2 separate regions of the Danio rerio genome follow, and region 2 is linked to region 1. Evidence: chromatin contacts called from public Micro-C data. All regions are on one chromosome and are shown on one strand. Each heading gives the region's core, a stretch centred on a gene start, on an enhancer-like site or on the middle of the called end of the contact. The rest is flanking DNA. Distances are from core to core; before and after follow the strand shown.

What was found. A called contact is a pair of places that touch in the nucleus more often than the background predicts.
Region 2: a Micro-C map of caudal fin shows a contact between it and region 1, with 5 times the contacts expected there. The contact joins the promoter of tmem18 here to the promoter of fbxo25 in region 1. A contact is called at or near these places in 3 of 18 Hi-C or Micro-C datasets (caudal fin, hematopoietic stem cells and an unstated tissue).

The regions. Positions count from the first base shown.
Region 1 is chr23:38,600,515-38,604,941 of GRCz12tu, forward strand. It overlaps fbxo25 (F-box protein 25), which reads right to left and starts at 2,549. Exons shown (of 10, transcript NM_205724.1): 1 at 2,522-2,549; 2 at 1,997-2,153; 3 at 780-883. The coding sequence starts at 2,124.
Region 2 is chr23:38,750,328-38,754,754 of GRCz12tu, forward strand. It overlaps tmem18 (transmembrane protein 18), which reads right to left and starts at 1,963. Exons shown (of 5, transcript NM_001005601.2): 1 at 1,806-1,963; 2 at 1,529-1,646. The coding sequence starts at 1,898. It overlaps ccnt1 (cyclin T1), which reads left to right and starts at 3,939. Exons shown (of 10, transcript NM_001256611.1): 1 at 3,939-4,124. The coding sequence starts at 3,955.

The sequences.
Region 1 (4,427 bases), core at 1,299-3,798:
AAGCTCTTTGAAATTAGACATAATTATGAGTATGGTGTAATTAAATATGATATATAAAGAAATGCTTAATTATCAGTAACAGTATTTTATTCTTGACAAGTCAATTATACTACTCTGTTATCAAAACCTTTTAGCATAGCAACTACAAAACAAACAAACAATTACTGAACAAATATTATGTCAAAACAAACTTTTAATTTGGATGCGATTAATCTTTGCACTAATTATTATATATATATATATATATATATATATATATATATATATATATATATATATATATATATATATATATATATATATATATATATATACATATACACACACACACACACACACACACACACACACACACACACATAATAAATATACACAGCACGCACACACACATATTTTAATATAATTTTTATATAATGTGATTTATAACGTTTGATTTATTTTATAATAAGTAAATATTTTAACATGTTAATATAATTATTTTGACTGCTCTATTAAAATTGTAATATTATACTTTATTAACATTTTATTCCAACATGTTTGTAAATTTCTTAATATTATACTACCATTTATGTTATTACAGTAATATTAATACTATAACAAATTTGTATAATTTTTGGATTAGATTTATTTATTTTTTTATATAATTTTCACTAAACTTCATACCTGCCTATTTTTCCAAGAAACCACTGTGAAATTTGTGGTGATTGTTTTATAATTATTCTATAAAGTATGCATAAAATAATTATGTTTCATGCAATTGAATATAATGTTATTTTTACATTGTGACTTAGTGTTGTTGTTGAAAAAGTCCTTTTTCCTCTTCTTGGCAGCTACTTCACAGACATCTCCCACGTAGACGTTCTCCTTGTTGTCATTGTCCAATCTAGAGAGTTAAAAATGTGATGTTAATTAAAATCTCCCAAAATAAGCTTTTTTTTAAACATCGTGTTTACATATGGCACAGGTTACACTTCAGAGCAACCAACAAAAAGTACATGAGTGGGTCTCAAATGATATGATATCATGTGATCAACAGATGGCCAGCATGCAATTTTGCAATACATAAACCTGACGGAGAATCCAATAAGCAAGTCAATGCTGTTAATTATTAGTCCAAGTACTGCTGAGCAAGGCGTCGTTAAGATCTGAAGATGTTATAACTTGCTCAACTTACACAGGCAAACGTTCCATCTATGTCAAAATTTAACACACATGAGGTGCAGATTCACAGTGATAGTACACAAACACCTACTAACATCCTCACAAAGCCAAAACTAGATATTTTAAAATGTGGTTATATTTCCTTGTAGTCAGGCCGACCTTAGGTCAGTTTCTATGACAGAAAGCTTTTAGCTCAATCGATGATAGATAGATAGATAGATAGATAGATAGATAGATAGATAGATAGATAGATAGATAGATAGATAGATAGATAGATAGATAGATAGATAGATAGATAGATTAAATGCAAAATGCCATTTCAGAAAATAACCTCGGTGACTATAACACACACCGATTCTAAATACAGATACCTGACTTCTCACATGCCACACACACACTTCCTCTTTTGTTGGTTCCTCAATGCTTTGCTGGGGTTTTATAGTCTTGTTTTGGTTGAAGATTATAGGTTCAAATTCTAGATATATCCCCTTAGTTTGCGGTAAAATTAGTTTTATATTCACACATTTGTTCATTTTTGAACAGTGCCAACAAGTAACACAGTCCCTATAGTTTTTCCCACTCTACTTTGAATATTCGGTTGGAAATCGCATGCAAGTATGACTTTAAAACAACATTAGCACTGTTTGGTAGACTGTGTACAATGTTGTACTTTGATAGTAATAAGATTTCTATATTTTGAATTTTCGAAGAATACATTTCTGAAATAATATAATGAAGGAGAAGGTTTGAATGTGTGAATATAAAACCAACTTTACCCCGATTCCCCTTAGATCAAGATACAACTAAGAGTGAGATAATTCAAAGTATGTCTTACTCTTCCAAGCCAAGTTCATTGATGTTATCTCCCAATTTGTGGCTGAAATAATCAAAGCGCTTCCAGCCATCCTCAGTTTTGATCCAACTCCAGCCTGGAGATCTCCAGTCTTGACCCAAGAAAGGCATCTTCTTCTTCTTCCACCTGCTCCAGAGACCTGAATACAAGAGACTATTATCTCAAACCATTATAACACAACAAAGGTTTATCACACATCAGACTTTATATCATTATGGTGTGATATGACAACACAGAGTACTTCAGTCAACAATCTTGATGTAAATAACTATATTTCAAAATACAAACATGACGCACTTTGACGTTATTTGTGAATTGTTTCTAAGCTCTGGCTTGTTGAACAACTACTGCCAGTTAATTTGCTTAAACGCAAAGCCTGCCAGGAAGCTTATCTTTTTAAACGACGACAAAACACTAAAGACAGCTCTAGTATCTACCTCTATTTACGTTTTACTCGCAAAGTCACGTATTGGTGCTGATAACTGACGCATATTTAAGTTTACTTACTGCGAGTCCTTTGTTATGCTGATAATTTTCTTCTTTTCTTTGAATATTGACGGAAGTAAACAGTCAGAAAAGCGGAGTGTAAGACACGCCTCCCGGTGATTGCGATTGGCCGTCGTGTTTGTATTTATTTTGTTGCTACCCGGAATTCCCGAGCTGATTGGTCCTCGGCCCTGTCTATCACTCGTAGATTTATCCCTAGCTCTCTGTCGCGGTAGCTTCTTACACGTGACACAGGCACTGCACATGTTGTCATGTTTTGATTTTGCGATGGGGGAAGGGAAATGGATCAAATGAACGATGGAATAAACTGATCATGTTGGATAATAAGATCACAAAATAAACATTTCCTCTGCTCGCATTTGGACTGTAGGAATTACGTTAAACAGGTTTATTTTGTAATCATCTCAGTCAGCTTTAAGTACATATCTTTGTGTGATAGAAACTGACCAAATACAATTATTAAAACACAGATACAAACTTAAGACAATGCACTGGACCTAAAAAAAAGTAGTTTTATTTTATCGAGTTTTCTCAATTTGCAATTGCAATTGATATTATTTTACTTAAAATTAAGTTTTTAAAGGGATAGTTCACCCAAAACTGATGATTGTCAATACATAATGCATCCTTCAGTTGTTCTAAACTTATTTGACTTGATTCTTTCTGGAAAACTGTGACTGACTTTTATTGTTCTTTCTACTGTGGATGTCAATAGTTCCTGGTTTTCAGCTTACTTTAAAATATCTTCTTTTGTCTATTCATACACACACATATATATATATATATATATATATATATATATATATATATATATATATATATATTTTTTTTTTTTTTTTTTTTTTTTTTTAACTTAAACTTTGTTGTGTTTTTAGTAAACATGGTTATCAACAATGGTAATAACAGAATTTCTCAACATTGACTTGGTTCAATGTATACTGTAGCATTGTTGATTACAATATGAAACAATATATATATGTATGTATGTACATACAAGCAGACACCCATATTTAAATATATACACATATGGGGAAACCTGTAAGTATATATGTAGAAAAGGGAAAACTAACTGAAAAAAAGTGTACAATAAAACTATATTGTAGAACAGATCAGACAGAAAACTGAGAAAAAACAGTTTGTTGTCACCTATATCTTAAAAGACATCTTAATCGTTTCTCCTACGCCATTATTTTAAATCACTTAAGTTTTAAAAATGGAGATCAAATTATCATGCATAGTATTTATTACCAATGAAGAAGTGTTAAAATCTTTGCTCTGTTAATTAAGATAGTGGATTGCTCTAGTCAACAATGTCTGTTAAGTAATACACCGTAACCATTGCTGAATTGAGAGGAGATTAGGAGGGAACCAGGAACTGGTGATTATTTTCTTTAGCTGTTTATCCTATATATTATTTGATGTGATTTTCATGTGAACTAATTTTAAATTAAAATTATATATTTCAGTACTAAGATATCTAAAATACACTTCTCCACACCTCGCATTCATGGACAAAATAGGCAACACAAATAAACTAAAACCTAAACCTGCTAAATGCAATGTTAATTAACTATTTTCTGAATGTGTGTCAGGGTTGTTTTTTTCCCATTTGCTATCACCAAACATGACAATATTTGATTGTTTTTAACTTATTTGTTTATTTGAAAGACTGTATTATCCACAGTTTCCTAATTAGGCATTTGAAGCCAGCGTAGGTAATGAAAGCCAGAGAAAACTACCATTTATTGCAAGGCTAGAGTTTCACTATTGATACAGTATATTTACCTTTTTACAATTTAGAAAATTGTCAGTCAATAATGCATCCTTCACTTGATCCAAACTTGTTTGACTTCATTTTTTCTGTTCAACACAAAATAATTTATTTTGAAAAAATCTGAAAACCTGT
Region 2 (4,427 bases), core at 713-3,212, 150 kb after region 1:
AGAGTTTCTCTCATTTCAGGGTTAAAATACTCTGAGTTTTCAGTTAACCTCCTTTCTGAAACAGGCCCCAGGTCTGCCTTAAATAAGTTTTAGGGAGTAGGTGATTGATTGAGGCAAAGTGAGGCGTGGTCCCGCTGCCGAACCTTTGTTAACTCTATTAAAGTCATTTAAATAAGAGTGAAATATCTACTATTGTTTCAAATCATATGTAGGAAAATAAAACGTCAAAATATGAATGAAATGATATAACACTGCCATTCTGTGTAACAGATATATTTATGTGAAAATAAACTACCAAACTTTTTAAATGTATAAAATAATCAGTCATCATAATACTTTCATTCATTTATCTTGTTTTCGGCTTAGCCCCTTTATTAATCTGGGAACGCCACAGCGGAATGACCCGCTAACTTATCCAACATATGTTTTACACAGTGGATCCCCTTCCAGCTGCAACCCATCACTGGGAAACATCCATACACACTCATACACACATATCCACCACGGCCAATTTAGCTTACCCATTTAGCGCATGTCTTTAGACTGTGGGGGAAACCGGAGCACCCGGAAGAAACCCACATAAAACCGGGGAGAACATGCAAACTCCACACAGACATGCCAACTGACCCAGGCGGGGCTCGAACCGCGACCTTCTTGCTGCGAGACGGCAGTGCTCACCACTGAGCCACCGTGTCACATCTTAATACATTTTATTATATTAAAAATATTACAAAGATATTACTGTAAATATTACTGTATGAAATATGAAAATATTTATTTATTTATTTTATTTACCTATTATATTGTCTCAAAAATTGTCAGTATAAATGTGTGTATGTATGCCTGTGTGTGCACATGTGTGCAAGAGAGCAGGGGCAGACTAGCCACAGGGAGCACCTGGTGGCCTGCAGCTGGATATTATTGATCTGGCCTGCCACCGTGATTTTGGCCTGTCCCAGTCCGCCCCTTCAAGAGAGTATGAGTGTGTGTAAGTGTGTCTTTGACTGTGTGTAAGTGCGCACATGTATGCAAGAGAGTACGAAGTACGAGTGTGTGTGTGCGTTTATGACAAAGATTGTATGTGTGTGTTGATGAATGTGCGTCTGACAGTATGAGCATGTGTGTACCTGAATGTCCCGCACTTTCTCCATGTGTGCCTCCATCTATCCAGCTTTGTGAGTGTGTTAGTGAATGTGTGTACCTGTATGTCTCTCACTCTATGTGTGTGTGTGTACCTGTATGTCTCTCACTCTATGTGTGTGTGTGTGTGTGTGTGTGTGTGTACACAATACAAATATTTATGCTATTTTTAAGAAAGAAATAAAGTGTTTGTGTGTCTTTGTAAGTATATATACATATATTTATGACAATAGTAATTAGTTTTCATCAGCTTTGAATGAAAAAGTCTGTCATTTTAATGTGCACATTCTTTTAAATGTTCAATAATTATTTCACACTGTGGGGTAAATGACTACATGTATTATAATTATTCAAATATAACAAGGTTCAAATAAATATAAACACTCACCCATCAGGAGAAAATGACAGATCTGAATGCGGTAGTATTTGCAGGACAGGAGGGTGAAAGCAAAACAGAAGACATGAAAGGCCAGCAGGGCCATCAGCCAGGGCTCAGACCAGTCAACCTGACAACAAAATCACATTATTATTATTATTATTCAGATAAAACAAACTTATTTCATATTCCTTATTTAATCCACGTGCTCTCAAAAAAAAAACAACAACGACGCGACTCCATGAACCATCTCTGTATGTGAGCAAACCGAGAATCTAATGTTACTCACAGACTGTAGGAAAGTCCATATTGATGTGATGCGAACATTGCTGAATTTATCGATTGGGATTGCGCTGGCGTTTTTAGTGTTTGATGCTGTCATATTATTTGATTACACGCCACTGTGCTAGCAGCTAAACCACAATAACAAACACTTCCGCAATCGTCACTTTTTCCTCTTTCGTTCTCGACCGAAACTCCGCTTCACCGATGGATGGCGCTGTTACTCCTCTAAAAAATCTGAGAAGATACTTAAGGCAAAATATAAAAGATTTAATTTCGAATATCTTTTTTATAAATTTTGGCATTGGGTTTGAAATATAGAGTATAAAAATTCCCGCATTAAGTTAGAAGTAATAAAAACGTGACAAACGAATGAAAAGACATTTAGCGATTATATTAGCGGCATTTCAAGTTAAAAGTTCTCAGCAAACTTTTATTTTTTATAAACAGCTGAACGACAAACTTTTTCACTGATTTTATCCAGCAAAACCTAATTTTCATAAATTTTAAAGTGGGATTGATGTAAATTGTATTTTTTTTTTGTAATGAATATGAGGAATTTCCCAGAGATGGGTTGCGGCTGGAAGGGCATCCTCTGCGTAGAAACTTGATGGATAAGTTGGCGGTTCATTCCACTGTGGCGACCCCGGATTAATAAAGGGACTAAGCCGACAAGAAAATGAATGAATATGAGGAAACGGCTTTACACTTATTTTGGCATTGTCATCAACTGATGGGGTGAGGTGCAAAATGTTTAATAACAATTTTTAGTGTTCTAAGCCTCTCTTATTATTGTGGGAAAATGTACTTTTTGGCTTTACTGTTGACCCTTGAAAAGAGGAAATTGTTTTTATTTAACTAATTTACTTATATTATTGGTGGCGCAGTGGATAGCGCTGTTACCTCACAGCAAGAAAATTGCTGATTTGAGTTTTGTGGAGTTTGCATATTCTCCCTTGTGTTCATGTGGGTTTCTTGCAGGTGCTCCGGTTTCCCTCACAGTTAAGACATGCGCTATAAGTGAATTGAGTAAGCTAAACTGGCCGTAGTGTATGTGTGTGAATGGGAGTGTATGGGAGTACTGGGTTGCAGCTTGAAGGGCATCCGCTGCGTGAAACATATGCTGGATAAGTTGGCGGTTCATTCTGCTGTGGCGACCCCAGATTAATAAAGGGACTAAACCGAAAAGAAAATGTAGATGTTAAAAAAAAATTATATTCATAAATTTTAACATTTATGTTAAAATGTTAAAATGTTATATGCTGTTCTTTAAATAAAAATAAATAAATAAAGCATGTCTAAAATGACGTTGATATGAACAAAATATGCCATGTATTCAACATAAGAGGAGGAATTGCAGCTGTTTATTGATATTACGGACGTCTCGATTAAAACTGCACTGTAAAAATGCAAAAACAAAAAAACCTCCAGACGCCCATTACACAGCAGCAGCAGGATGTCTATGAAGAGTTTATTTGCAAAACTGATACCTCCATTTTATAGAAATATTATGTTTTTTAATGTGTATTGAAGAGTACAATTGCAAAAAAAAATTCTATATTTATAGAAATAAAACTCTTGATATATCACCATTTTAAAATATACAGTAAGACTGTTTAGAGATGGTGTCAATTTGACTGGCCACCCAATGGATGCAAACACAATGAAGAGAGATAGTACTATATTCCAACTCATTATCTGCATTATATGATTTTTACAGTAATTAAAGAGATCATCTTTAAGACAGGAGTTTCTGTATGAAATTTGTACAACATTTATGCTAAATTGAAAGCATAACAAAGATTTATGAATACATCCTCATGTAGAGAAGTAGAAGTAAATGAGTTGGCAGATAAGCTGACTTAAACTTGCTCTGAGAAATGCTGTCAAACACAGTTTTACTTCATATATATATATATATATATATATATATATATATATATATATATATATATATATATATATATATATATATATATATATATATATATATATATATATATATAAGGGTTTTGATTAGTAAATTTGCATCAATGTATGTTTGTACTGTTCAGACGTGAATGGGTTAAGTCTAACAGCGCCGCAGTCGCATTCCAGCCAGCGATGACGCGCTTCCTGTGACGCAGTGAGATTTTAAAACATTGTCCTTCTCAGTAATGGCGGCTTCGTTCCCTTCGCCTTCGCAAAATAACAATAAATGGTACTTCACGCGCGAACAAATCGAAAACAGTCCATCTCGCCGAGCGGGACTTGATCCCGACAAAGAGCTCTCGTACCGACAGCAAGCTGCTAACCTGCTGCAGGACATGGGACAGCGGCTCAACGTGTATCTTTTTCAGTTAGGCAGGCGTCGGTCTCGGCAGCTGCTCCGAGGAGGCTGACGCCGGTTTGGGCGGCACGAGTGGTGTTGAATTTCAGCGTTATAATGACCTGAAACGGGTCTACCAGTATACACGCCTTTTCAATTGTGAAACTTGTGGATTAAGGCGAACGGAATAAAGGATTAATGTCCCAATTTTGCGTTTATTTTTTGGTTTGGTGTAGGCCTCAAGGCCTAACTGGAGGTGTCTCTGCCATTGAACAATAGCGTAGCCGGTGTCACAGCCATTCCCAATATGAATTTGACTCT